Linked DNA regions of Mus musculus: region 1 is linked to region 2. The links are chromatin contacts, called in public HiChIP or PLAC-seq maps. All regions are on one chromosome and are shown on one strand. The core of a region is the stretch at or near the end of the contact, and the rest is flanking DNA. Distances in the headings are between cores, read along the strand shown. Region 1 overlaps Tgfbr3 (transforming growth factor, beta receptor III). Region 2 has its middle 24 kb from the start of Cdc7.

What was found. HiChIP or PLAC-seq counts read pairs in DNA pulled down with a chosen protein or histone mark.
Region 1: a contact with region 2 is called in an H3K27ac HiChIP or PLAC-seq map of regulatory T cells, with 5 times the contacts expected there. The contact joins two enhancer-like sites. A contact is called at or near these places in 1 of 15 datasets of contacts at CTCF or cohesin (the NIH/3T3 cell line), 4 of 484 Hi-C or Micro-C datasets (B cells, Th2 cells, bone marrow-derived macrophages and 1 more) and 8 of 115 datasets of contacts at active chromatin or transcription factors (CD8 T cells, astrocytes, embryonic basal ganglia and 4 more).

Annotation. Positions count from the first base shown.
Region 1 is chr5:107,262,749-107,270,145 of GRCm38.p6, reverse strand. It overlaps Tgfbr3 (transforming growth factor, beta receptor III), which reads left to right. Exons shown (of 17, transcript NM_011578.4): 2 at 3,796-3,952. The coding sequence starts at 3,886. Among named protein-coding and RNA genes, the nearest start is that of Tgfbr3, 23 kb to the left of the region's middle. Within about 2 kb of position 5,030, at least 34 of the 459 cell types and tissues checked have an H3K27ac peak or open chromatin away from gene starts, as enhancers often do. A contact at or near this core is called in regulatory T cells, where this site is marked.
Region 2 is chr5:106,985,201-106,992,222 of GRCm38.p6, reverse strand. No RefSeq gene overlaps it. Among named protein-coding and RNA genes, the nearest start is that of Cdc7, 24 kb to the right of the region's middle. Within about 2 kb of position 1,367, at least 73 of the 459 cell types and tissues checked have an H3K27ac peak or open chromatin away from gene starts, as enhancers often do. A contact at or near this core is called in regulatory T cells, where this site is marked.

The DNA.
Region 1 (7,397 bases), core at 3,781-6,280, 270 kb before region 2:
ACAGTTACAAGTTAATTGTGAATTATGTCTCACTTTGAAAGGTGTCCTGTACTTAGCCATCTTAAGAATAGCTAGCACATTTTTTTCTTCCTGGCTACCAGACATCCATTTTGCCACATTTCCCTCTAAAAACAATGTTTTCCCTTCATTAAAACAAACAAACAAAATCTTCCGGGCCATCAAGATGGTCTAACAGTAAATGTGCTTGCTGTGCATAGCCTACACCTGATGACTGAGTTAGATTCTTAAACTGACTCAGAGCTGGAAGAGAAAGGACTTCACAAAGTTGTTTTCTGACATCTGCATGGGCTGCCCAATGCACATGTACACACATGTACATACATGTACATGGTGTCATACATGCCCCCATACACCCACACAAATGTACATAGACACATACATATACATACACAGATACACATACAGACACACACCACACACACAGATTGACAGATGCACACATACCACACACAGACAGAGACACACCACACACACAGAGGAACATACACACATGTACACACACAAATATATATAATATATTATATATAGAGACACATATACAACGATACACACAGACAAACACATACACACCACACACACACAGATGGATAAATATACACACACAAATATACATAGACACACACATATACATATACCAGATACACACACACACACACACACACCACACACACAAATTGACAGATGCTCACACACCACACACGGACAGAGACATACCACACACACACACACACACACACACACACACACACACACACGGAGGGACATACACACATCACACACACAAATATACACACACACACACACACAGATACACAGAGACAGACACACACCACACAGACGGACACACAAACACACACAGATAGACACAAACACGCACACACACACACATTCCTTCCTTAGTCTAGGCTTTTCTAAGTAGCTCCTTTGGAGCGTGGGTCTAGATTCGTGGTGCTGTCAAGGATTTGGTTGAGCAGGCTTTCCTCAGCTAATCCCTGTATTTACCCAAATGCTTTGCTGGTTCTCAGGAATGTGCAGCAGCCAGCTCTGATTAATGGTCTCAGAAGTAAACACAGCATGCTCCGAAATCAACAGACTTAGCAAGCGGCACATTCTTCTTTGTTTTTAACCTGTGAGTGCCCCCCCCCCCCTGTTTTCTTCTGCTAATTTGTGGTGCTAAAGGCTCCCATCCCCAGCAGTGGAGCACACTGCTGTGAAGCTTTGGGTGGCGAGCAAAGAGATCACTCTGCAGTCGCCTCCAGATTGTTCCAGGGTCTCAGTGGTTCTACTTACGCACTCACACAGCTCATGAGCCCAAAGAGATTTCATGATGTCAAGGCGGGTCAGCAGCTAAGTGACTATGACAGAACCTCACCTGAAAGAGGAGTTGGTGTTTTCTGGTTTTATTTCAGAGGTACACAATTATGGAGGCCTGGCTCCACCCAGCATTCAGCTGAGGGGCTGGATTCCTGAGTCATGCCACAGCTCTGGTCTGTAGTCTTGGCTGGACATCAGCCAGGTGGGACCCCTGGGATTCCCTTCCTGTCCTCCCAGGCCCTAGAACTCTGTCAGCACACTGGGGAGATTAGACAAAAAAAAAAAAAAAAAAACCCTCGCAGTTTGCTTTCTTTTCGAACACGTTCTCATAAAGAGGGGCTTCAGCTCAAAGAAGCTCCTTCTTTGTTCACCACAGCTGTGTGGAGTCTCAACTTGTCCTGCACTTCCTCGGAGATGTCTCGAGATCCGGAGTGAACTTGCTGTGGTTGCCTTTGGGCATCAAACTGTTTAGCTTGGCTCGATTATATAATAATTATATAATTGCCCAATATTCTTGTCAGCAATTTGCAGGCCGTATTTTTAATAGGGCCATTTGCCTTTCTTTCCATGGTTCCTTCAGGACTGGTGTAAGCTCCTGGATTATTGCAGCGCAGCCCCACAGGCCCTGCACAGATGTGAGCAGAGGTGACGCGCGCCCTGGGCTGCCTGTGGTTATTTGCTCCATAAAAATCCTCCTGTAAACCATCTTCTCAGTGCTCCTTATGGGTCTTTGCTTTAGTAAGATTTCTGTTGGTGTTCGTTGAAATGGTATATTCTTTCAGGGAGATTTCTCTTTATTAACCCGTTTAGGAAATCTAATTTTTGAAGAAAAAAACCTGGAAACAAACTCTCCAGCTTATTAACCCATTTAGGAAATCTAATTTTTGAAGAGGAAAAACGGGAGACAAACTCTCAGTGTTGTTGTCGAGTTCTTAAGCAAACAGACATTTCCATTTATCTGATGGTGAGAGAAAGGCGAGGCTTCCAGGGGTTAGCTGAAGTAAATTTCGTGGCTTTCAAATAAGTTTTCTAACTTGTCAGCATTGCTGGTAACTTTGTTCTCCCTTGACCTTGACTTCTTTCTCCCTGTGGCAATACACAAAACTTGTTGGGCAGGAGCTAAGAATTACATGAATGACCGACCACACTCCGATCTTTTCAGTTATCAGCAAGAAGACCTCAAAGAGAATGGGGTAGTGATCAAAATAGCTGATATTTTTTGATTGATAGCGTATTATATGTGTGGCACCTTATAAACCTGGGTGCGCGCTCTCTCTCTCTCTCTCTCTCTGTGCCTCTCTCTGTCTCTGTCTCTCTTTCTCCCTCTGCATCTCTGTCTCTCTCTCTCACACATACATATATATATTTCAACTGTCTCAAACAAAGCAACAACCTCCCCTCCCCCGATACACATATCAGTCACAAATCTCAGCTAGATGACGGCCACACCTTTAATTCCAGAACTCAGGGGTCAGAGGCAGGTGGATCTCTGTGAGTTTGTGGCCAGCCTGTTCTACAGAGTGAGTACAGACCTACCAGGACTACAGTGAGACCTTGCCTCAAACAAACCACACTCACACACAGACCCAGACACACACAGATCCAGACACACAGAGACCCACTACACACACACACACACACACACACACACGTAAAGCAACAGCAATACAACCTTGACAGAGCTCTAGACAGGAACCAGAAATGGTTAGAAAGAGGCTTCTGGATCACATGGCCCAGGACTGAGTTTTTCTGCAATGTGGCAGAGAGGCAGCAAAGCCCTTTCTCCTTTTTAATATTGGTGAAGAGGTGAAGAGTTGAAATATGAGTTTTGTTCTTTCTGTTCTTTTTTTGTTTTTTGTTGTTTTTTGTTTGTTTGTTTGTTTTTTGTTTTTTTCTCTCTGCAGATTGACTCTCAGTGCAATTGAAGTTGATCTTAGTGGTAACCTCGCCATGGTGAGGCTCAGTCTCTAAGAACTATTTCTGCTTGCTGGCTCTTGGAACTGCATGTCCAGTGTCCCTGACTGTGTACATTGTTACTGCTGATATGACAGGTGTCTGCCTGGCGTGTCTGTCACGGTCCTAAAAACTCCACACAGAACCAAAGATCTACTTGAGTGTGTTGGTACATTCCTGTGATGCTAGCCATTCAGGGAGGTTGAAACAGGAGGGACTTGAACCCAAGAATGTTGGGCTAGCCTGGGAAACATAGTGAGACCCTGCCTCATGTTTAGTATGTGAAGTATAAGCATGTCACTTTTAAAACTACTCTCTGTAAGAGTCTTTGTTAACAGTCACTGTCCACCCCAATTTGCCTGAGGGCTGCCCCGGTCTTTTTCAGGACAAATTGTTTCTCTTCGATACTTTTCAGAAATTCTCCATTTAACTTTTTACATATGACATGTGTGTTCACTAGCGAAATTTCAACACTGTTTTCTTACTGAAATTTGTTTATTTTTCTAGGCAAGTTGAACATTGCAGAGAAGGATCTTAAGGCTACACCCGACTTGCCACACTTGCCATCCAGCTGAAGAACCAAAGGCTGTTGGAGAGATGGCAGTGACATCCCACCACATGGTCCCTGTGTTTGTCCTGATGAGCGCCTGCCTGGCCACCGCAGGTAATGCACCTTCTCAATTGGGAGGCTCTTAACCTTCTCTTGAATTCCTATTTCCTTCTCCCCTCAGTCTCTTTGGCTAAAAATATTTAGTCCATATTATCTTATGTAAAATGTGAATATTTATGTTATTTAGGTAAATAAAATATTTGACTATCATACTGATACATAATATGTTTTCCTGTGTTGTAGTTTACTAAGCTGGGGCTAGACATTCTAATGTCATGACACGGGACCCAGCTAACCTCTGTTGAGGTAGGCAGATAACAAAGAGCCCCATTTGAATTTTGTTACAGGCATAGTTAAGAGCAAAATAAGAATTGTAAGGGTCTTTTTATTCTCTTAAAAGAATGTTTTTATAAAATAAATAGATCTTTTGATATAGAGGTAACATCCTTATCGTGAGATTTGGGGAAGGGAGGCGTCTAGTTTCAGCTGCTTCGGACATATTAATAAGCATTCTTTAAGACCCAGAGAGAGGGTCTGAGAAGTAGGCTGTCAGTGCCAGCTTCAGCACTGAAGGAGAGAGAGAGAGCGAGAGAGAGAGAGAGAGAGAGAGAGAGAGTGAGAGAGAGAGATCGCTCGCGAGAGAGAGAGAGAGAGAGAGAGAGAGAGAGAGCGCGCTTATGTTTCCCAGAGGCTGTCAGAATGTAAGGGCAACGCTTTGGGGGAGTGTTAGGGGTATCATCATTTAACACATTTGGAAGGTTAATTCGCTCTATTTTATCATTGTGTGCACTTGTTCTGTAATGAGCTATATAAAAGCAATTCATTGTATCAGTTCTGGAAACGGGCAGTTCTCAACAAGGACAGCACCGACCTAAACGTGTACTCCAGCCAGCCTTTGGTATATATCGTATATAAACTCGAACAAAATAGTTCCATAAGCTCTGGTAATCAAAGCTCTGAGAGAAGTGTGCCATTTAGTAGGAGATAAAATGAGATATGGAGATACATAGTTCATTTACACGAAGTTGTGTAGCGGGTCCAGATTTTTACGTTTTGCATTTTGTGTGGTGGGTGGAAGATAACATCTGACCACGGAGGCTTCCGGAGGCAGACAGGGACTGTGCAGACAGACTGTGGGAAGGCCAGTTGGTAGAAAGATGTGTGAGACTGGAGATCAGAATGCTACCCCCAACCACTGTAGACATTTTGAAAGAAAGTTCTTAATGTTTTTTATTGATTCTTTTTTTCTTTCCTTCTTTCTGTTGTTGTTTTAAATGCCAGTATGTGAACTTGAACTGCCCGCTCTGTCTGTGTGGCTCTCTGTCAGCAGTTTCACTTTGTGTCACTGTTGAAGAATTGTTTGCCTTTCAGGGTATGCAATAAAATGGATCTTTTCTTTCTCTTTCTTTTCTTTATTTTTATTTTTTTGAGATAGGGTCCCTCTATGTTGCCTAGGCTATCCTGGAACACACAGAGACCCACCTACCTCTGCCTTCTGAGTAGAAGGATTCAAGATCTATGCCAGCGTGCTCAGCAAAAATGAGTCTTACTGTTAAAATGGATCAAGCGGTGGGCGAGAGGAGGCACACTTGCTGTGATAAGGTGTCGAACTGTGCCTGGGGTCTTGACACAGGGGTTCTGCTCTTACTGATGTCACGTCACGGAGAGCGGCTCCATGGGAAAGCTGTGAGCATGACGGCTTGTGTAGCCTTGATAGTTTTGACAGTGAATCACTCTTGCCAAACACCCTCCTTTCTCTTTCAGAACATAAGAGGGGGATGGGGGAGAAAGAAAAAGAAGAAATATATACACTTAGTCTCATATATATCCAAAGTTTTGCAAAAGTAGAAAATACAATAGAGCCACGGATTTTGTAGACTCACAGGGCACCTGGTAGGAAAGCAGAGGGGCGGGTGCCTCTTCTGTTTTTATGGGTTGTGAGTGTGTGTGTGTGTGTGTGTGTGTGTGTGCATGAGCATGCATGTATGAGCATGTATGTGTGTATGTAGGCCAGAGGACAATCCAGGTGTCTCTTTTCAGGCTCGGTGCCCTTTTGCTGAGACAGGTCTCTCAGTGGCCCAGAACTCACCAAGTAGGTAGATTGGCAATCCAAGTGAGCCCAGGGCACCCATCTGACTCTTTTTATTTTTATTTTTTTAAAGATTTATTTATTTATTTAATAAATATGAGTACACCACCAATGCTCTCTTCAGACACACCAGAAGAGGGCACCAGACCCCATTACAGACGTTTGTGAGCCACCACCATGTGGTTGCTGGGAATTGAACTCAGGACCTCTGGATGAGCAGTCAGTGCTCTTAACCACTGAGCCATCTCTCCAGCCCCCCCACCCCTGACCTGACTCTTACTTGACATTGGTGAGATTACAGCCGAGCCACACTCAGCTTTTAAAGTGTGGGTTCTGGGGACAGTCTGGGGATTGAACTCAGGTCATCATGCTTGCAAGACAAACATTTTACTGACTGGGTGCTAATCCGTAGGAAGGCTTTTTAAGTGTAGAAGTTCATTAGCTGGTGTCATTTTGTGCAACCCAGTAAGGGCGAATGAATGGAGGAGAAATAGTTCCTGCCTGTGCCGATGTATGCCAGCTTGCTTCTCTGTCCCTCAAGTTTGTCAGCGGCTAAGGATGACCTTGAACTGCTGATCTTTGTGCCTCTGGCTTTAGAGTGCTGAAATTATTGACGCGTGTCCTTATGGCCAATTTATATGATGCTGGGGACCTCCAACATGTTAGGCAAGCACTGACTGGGCCGCATACCAGCCCCTTTCAATAGTGTGTGACATAGACTCAGTTTACGTCCCAAAATGTTTCTTGGAGTATTCTGGCTGAGTTGAACTTCAAGAAGATCATAATAATGAAAACTTATAGAGTGATTACTGTATGCTAAGCCCCACCCTTCAATGCTTCTTTTTCTCTTTCTTTCTTTCTTTCTTTCTTTCTTTCTTTCTTTCTTTCTTTCTTTCTTTTTCTTCGAGACAGGGTTTCTCTGTGTAGCCCTAGCTGTCCTGGAACTCACTCTGTAGACCAGGCTGGCCTCAAACTCAGAAATCTGCCTGCCTCTGCCTCCCGAGTGCTGGGATTAAAGGCGTGCGCCACCACCGCTGCCCTGCAGTGCTTCTTACATATGACATCATTTCATTTCCAGAACAATGTGAATACTGTGATTACCCATAATTCTTAGGTGAAGGAACAGAACTGCAGAAAGACTAGCTGTTCCTTCAAGGGCTACCCAGCTAAGGAGCAGCAGTTAGTGGTACATAGATTACTTTAAGTTTGGTGACTGAGCCTTTTTGTTTCTATATTAAGAGAACGTTGAGAGTATTTGCTTTTGTTTGGCTTCCTTTTGTTGCTACTGTTTTGAAACAGTCTTACTTTGAAACTTTGGCTGTCCTGGAACTCACTGTATTAGACCAGGCAGGCCTCAAACTCACAGAGATCTGCTGGTCTCTGTCACCTGAGTGCTGGGATTAACGGTGT
Region 2 (7,022 bases), core at 118-2,617:
TTACTCCAATTTCATCATATGCTGGGAAATGTATGTATATATGTATGTATGTATGTATGTATACACACACACACACACACACACACACACACACACACACAGGAAGGGACACGGTGTTCTCATTTCCACCCACTGCATTCTTCCCAGCTGCCAGTTCTAACATCTGCCATCCCTTAAATGTGAAACGGAGCATCAGGTTTGAGGGCTCATGCAGTATTGCTAAGCCCCTACTTGCAACAAAAGTACAAATAGTCTCTGGGGAGAGAAGTCCCCACAGTGTCCTTATATCATCACATATGCTTATGAATGCTACAGATGTCGATTAGGCAGAAACTTCTGAAAGTCCCTGTGCACAAAGAGAAAGTTCTCCAGATTTCTCAATGGTGGGGCTAAGGCTAGAGTTCTTGGCTGATAACATTGCTATACAAGGAGAGTTTGCTGCAACATTTCGTAACTCAAGAGTGCAGGCCTGCGGCCACACTCTTACAACACAGTTGGATTCATCTCACACTGCGGTGAGGAGAGAGTGGGAGGAATTTAAACATTCTTAGCTTTGTTTGGATTATCAAAACAATTCCTCTTTATGGAGTGCACCAAGGTGTATCTCACGATCTGTCCAGGGCAAAAGACAGGTTAGGATCTGATGTGGAGGCAGAGAAACAAAGTGGTTTTGTCCCTGACTACACAGTGACTGGGAAGGCGGTCTGGGTGAAGGTACATAGAAAGGGGAGGCTGGAGAAGGAAATTAGAAGGAGGCAAATGGCAGAGAGGACAGACCCTGGGGGTGCTTTGAACATCCTCGCTGGAGCTTAGCATGGAAATACAGTGCTGGCAGATATGCCTCTGACCACTAATAGACAGAAGGGGGGTGCATTGGAGGGAGGAAATGAGCCCCCAAGCTTCAGGAGCGGCTTTCCTCCTTCCAGCTATGAAGGTGGGGGCAGGGAGGCGCTCAGCATTTCTGCTCATGCCCAAAGACTTAAAAAGATACACAGAGCTTCATTTCTAGAAGTCAACTGTCATTGACCTCAAAGAACAAAACACAAAAATATACCTCACTGCAGGCATGCTATGTGCTGAGCACTAGAGACCCAGAGGCACGTACATTAGACAGATAAAGCCTTGTTGTAGATGATAGACAGGAGGGACTGGTAATACGGTACAGGGGAGCCCGGGGAAGGAACACAGGTGAAAAGCCCGGGGTAGAGAATGGTTAAACCACCACCAGCTCTGTTTGCCTGAACACTTAGTTTTCTGTGAGAGTCGATGTTTTGTGTTTATGTCTTCAAAGTCTTACTGATAGATCCATCCAAGTGTCCCGGGCAGCTGCCTCACAGAACATGCCAAAGGAATTCCTGCCATCTGGTGGACAGAGGCAATGTCACCGTGCAGCTCCAGGGTCACAGCATCCAGATTCTGCTACCCTGAGTTAAGTCTGATACAGCTGGCTGTGGCGGCCCCGCACCCACAACCTCTGCACCAGGGAGGCGGAGGATCACTAGTTCAAGGCCAGTTTCCGTTACACGAGCTCCTGTGTAAACTTAAACAAACAAGGGTGCTGGAGAGTGGACCGGAAGTCCAGAGCACTTGCTCTTGCAGAGGTCCTGGGTTTGGTTCTCGGCACGCACGCCGTAGCTCAAACCATACTTAATTCCCATTCCAGGTGAGCTGACACCTTCTGTGGTGTACATGCATGCAGGCAAAATATTCATATGTGTAAAATTTAAAAATCTAAAAAAAGAAAATGAAAAGTCCGACTATAAATACCCTGATGTGCTTTATTCTTTTGTAATCATTGTTACCGATTTATTTTATTTTATTTTTATCTATGTGTGAGGGCATGTGTGTGTGAGTTCAGGTGCCCATGGAGGTACCATGGAGGTGCTGAGAACTGAACTTGGGTCCTCCGCAAGAGCACTAATTGTTCTTCCCTGCTGAGCCCCCACCCCCACCCCTCATCAGCCACTCAGATGTACTTAACAAAAGTTAAGGAAAAATATGCAAGAATGTTCTCAAGAAATTCAACCATGTCTGAAAGAGGACATGGAGAATGGCGAGGGGACGATAGAGAGCCCGCTGCATAGTTGTTCTGATGCTGTGTTTCGGGGCCACTTTTACCCCTCCAGACTGCAGGCACATAAAAGCGCTTTGCAGCTGAGATTCCTTTCAGTCTTGGCTCGCTCCTTCACTTCACACTCCTCCAATCAAAGTTTCTTTTTCAGTCGATAAAGGGTAAGCAAGGAGGCACTAAAACATTTCCCAGTTGTGCTGTTTATACTTTTAAGTGTGAATATCCGAGGTCCCACTCAATGCTCAGACACTCAGAGATACACGACCATCAGTCCCCAGCACAGATGGCCTCAGACGCCCATGTTCCGAGGAGAACATACTTTCAAAATTAACAAGTTGGAACGCACTTCTAACAACTTATATTACTCCCAGTTGATGGACTCGATTTTATAAATGCAATTTGGACTCAGAGATGTTAGACTTCTCAGAACAAACAAGCTTTGGGGACTGACGTGATACGTTTAGAATTGAAGCTATCTTTAAAAAAAAAAAAAAAAAAAAAAAGACTCCAGAAGAAGGGTCCTACATGTATATATCAAGTGTGGACATTTTTGCTTTTCCATGGTATTTTATACACACTGGCATTTTTTATTGTTGTGACATTTGACACAAGAGCAAGAGTTAAAAATGAGACTGTGCTAGAGTTATGAAACTTTTGCCCGCTGGTCTTTCACACAAGGCTGTGAAGGGTTACTGTGGATAAAGTTCCCACCAGCTGTTTCTCCTCCGCCGAGGTCAATGTTCTGGGAACAGAGTACCAGCAGCTTGGAGAGGAGAGAAATTAGTCCTGAGATGGATGGGACCTCGGGGGAGCTGGGAAGCCTTAGGACAGACAGTCCACCACGGGAAAGCAGTATAACCCTTCAGATGTCTAAGAATTAAAGAGGCTATCTTTAGACTGGGATTGTCCTGGTGGGTCTTGGAAATCCCTCCATCGGGTCAAGTTCCCAGGCGGCTCTAAGGCCTCGGCTGACTACTTGTGTCTCTCTAGTGGTAAGAAATGTAAAGAAATGAATGTGTGGTCTCTTCCTTCAGGAGACTTGTACTTCACTACAGGTCTCCGAGGAAGTCACTGTCACACAGACATTCCAGGGAAGACATTCCAACTACAAAGTCCCAAGTCTTATTCTGAATTGAAGCATCAGACTGGAATCCTGCCTTGACTCGTCACATTTTTATGAGTTGGGGGTGGGGCGGGGAGTGGGGGGGGAGACCATTGGGAAAATATGTAGGAGCTACTTCATTTTTCTGTCCTTCTAGTTTCTTGTCTAAATCACATGCTAGTCTTTAGAAAAGTTAGAGGGAATGTACACAAAGTATAGATATATCCTTATAAAACAAGCACTCTGGGCATGGTGGCACAGCCAGTAATCCCAGCCCTTGGAAAGAGGAGGTGGGAGATCAAGAGTATCCTTGGTTACACAGAAAACTAAAGGCCAACCTGGGCTACACAAGACTCTGTTTCAAAAACAAACCTAAACAAAAAACAAAGCAGACACTCTAGTTAAGAGAGGTTTCTGATCGACTAAGCAGGTTATATTTATGTATCAAACAATTAAGTTTTAGAAGGCCGTGAATTTGAAGGAGAGCAAGGAGCTGTTTACAGGAGGTCTTGTAGAGAGGGAAAGGAAGGGAGAAATGATGAAGTTTTATTATTATCTAAAAAAAAACAAAAAATAATTTTTAAAGTAAGTTTCCAGTCTGGTATCACTACCAAGAAAGCAAATTAATTAACAAGTGCACATTCTTTCATGTTATTTGTCAAGCTTCTAACTCCACCTGCAGCAGGCACCCGTCTTCTCTGTGTACCTCCACCTACAGCAGGCACCCGTCTTCTCTGTGTACCTCCACCTGCAGCAGGCACCCGTCTTCTCTGTGTACCTCCACCTGCAGCAGGCACCCGTCTTCTCTGTGTACCTCCACCTGCAGCAGGCACCCGTCTTCTCTGTGTACCTCCACCTGCAGCAGGCACCCGTCTTCTCTGTGTACCTCCACCTGCAGCAGGCACCCGTCTTCTCTGTGTACCTCCACCTGCAGCAGGCACCCGTCTTCGCTGTGTACCTCCACCTGCAGCAGGCACCCGTCTTCGCTATGTACCTCCACCTGCAGCAGGCACCTGTCTTCTCTGTTTAGGACAAATGAAGGGATGCTTTCTCAACAGATGCAGGAGGTGTAGAATGCTAGTATTCTTAATTTTAACATAAAATTATGCTTCCTTTCTATGAATAAGCATCTGATATAAATATTTACTTATGGGATTTTTTTTTTTTAAATAAAGACAAAAGGAAGGTGCTGTGGCTCAGGAGTTAAGGCACTGGTATCCACGCCTGGTATTCAGTTCCCAGAACCCAACTGCTGAAGATTGTCCTCTGTCACCACAAGGGAACCATATAAATAAATACATGCAAATAAATAAATACATATAAAAATAAGTATCTTTTTAAAGTAAATTATCAGAGAGACTGCTCTGTAATTAAAGAGTATGCACTACACGCCTTTAATCCCAGCACTTGGGAGGCAGAGGCAGGTGGATTTCTGAATTTGAGGCCAGTCTGGTCTAAAGAGTGAGTTCCAGGACAGCCAGGGCTACACAGAGAAACCCTGTCTTGAAAAACAAAAAGAATACAAAATTTTAAAAAAAGTGCACTGCTTTTCCAGAGGACCTGGGCTGCTGACCAGCACCCACGTTGAGTGGTCCTGTAACTGCCTGTAACTTCGTCCAGGGGTTCCAATGACCTTCATCCAGGGGTTCACCTTTCAGTACAAAGCATTACGTGGTGTCTAGAGCAGTGTGAAGGTGCTGGGCTCCCCAGACCTTGTCCCCTGCTCTTGAAGACTAAGTTAAAGTCACAGTGTGGGGCTATGGAGTCATCTGTCTGCTTGTAAGTCACTTCCTTGGTCTTGTCCCAGCTGTCATTTCTACAGCATAGGCTATAGTCTTCAGCAGTTACAGAAGGAATCTACACTAAGGGCAAACATAATTAAATGCACACAGAAGCACAGCATGGTGATCTCGAGGTAGGTAATGAGTGCGCACACTCCTTCAGATTAGAGATAAACCACCTGACAGCCCTCTCTCCTTCCGATTTGTGCTCCTCACTCATAGCTTGTACTCTTCTGGTTTCGGGGTGTTCCATCTTCTTGGTTCCCCACTAGTGACTGGTATTGTCTGGTCTAGCAACAGAGATGAGGTTATTAATTTTCTATCTTCTTTCATGTGTTGGGATTAAATTTTCTAGTGCAAAAACCTATTACTTTATTTTTAATTAATTTTATTAATAATGAGAGTTCTGCCTGCCTGTTTGTATGTGCACATGTGTTTCTGGTGCCCATCAATATCAGAGGAGGTACTGGATCCCCTGGGACTGGAGTTAGGGATGGCTATAGACCCTATGTATGATCCTGGTCCTCTGCAAGAACAACCAATATTCTTACCCGTTGAGCCATCTCTGAGGCCGTTCTGTCTTCTCTTTTTTTAAGATTTATTTATTTCATGTATGTGATACAATGTCACTATTTTCAGACACACCAGAAGAGGGCATTGGATCCCATTACAGATGGCTGTGAGCCACCATGTGGTTGCTGGGAATTGAACTCAGGACCTCTAGAAGAGGAGTCAGTGCTCTTAAGCTTTGAGCCATCTCTCCAGTCCCCTGTTATTTTTCTTATAACAGCGCTTCAGTGGAGTCCAAGGTGGAACGTGCTCAGTGTTTAAGATTGGTGGTGTCACACTTAAAAGGTTATTCTGCTCATAGGACTTGCTTACAAAGAAGAACAAAACCATCCACGTTGTAGTCACTGTTTTTGCCTCACGAGGGTTAGGAGACACTCTTCAAACAGGCTTGAAGCTACTCATCCTTTTAAATTCTTTCCAGTTAATGTCTAAAGCACTAAAAGTTCAAGGTCAATTTTATTTTAACTAATTTTAACTAATTTTTCTTCCTCTTGAGATATCAAGTCAATGTTCTCATGCTCGGGGTTTGCAGTTTCCCTGGCCTTCCCTACAGATTCTCACCAGGTCTGCAGTTGCTAAGACCACACTTTTCACTTGAGGCATCTGTAACAGTGCTGGTTGTGGAAGCCTCATCTTGTCAGAAACTAGGGTCATTCTGATGACAACCTCTCTGTGTAATGTGGCACTTCAGCTACTTCTGACTGCTTGTCTGGAACTGGCAGTCTACCCTTCAAGGAGAGGTGGCAGTTCACACACACACACACACACACACACACACAGACAAAATCAGGAAATAGCCATATCAACTTTAAGAAGATGGGGAAATTCTTGAAACGAGACTTGACACAACTGTCTGGAGAGTGCTCTTTAACGACCACAGATGACAAGCACCATTGTGGGTGGAAACAACACATCTGCAGACACTGGCAGACAGTTAGACCTGCCAAATTTGGATAAATTTTTTTAAGATAAATAACTTTACAGTGACATGTTGGGTTGCAATTACATAAACAACAGAAAATACTAAGACCTAAGCCTACAAGTTTTGTGGGTTTCAAGACCTTATGCAATCAATATTCTGACATCTGTAACACAAATTTGTTCCTAGAATGCTGACGCCAGTAACTCAGGGATTAGCATCACTTGATGAGTTTTGTTAAGATTTTGAAACAAACTCAGTTGGATTCTTTAGAATAACAATACTTGAGCCACTGTTTTCTATTTGGGTCTTTTGAGAAAAGCATATTCATCACCTTATTAGGGAAAGTCTCATTAAAAAGGCTGAGGTACAGCCTGTTTCAAAACCAGGACTTGTAGCTTAACATTAATAGTTCTAGTTGTCTAAAAGGCTATTAAATGGAAACCTTAACAATCTCTAGTTGCAACATTCTCCAAAAGGACTAAAATTTCCTGAAAACCAACTTATAATACTGGCTAACTTTGTTAACATTATGTCAATCAAGTCCTGACCTAAAGGAACTTTTTTTTTTTTTTTAAG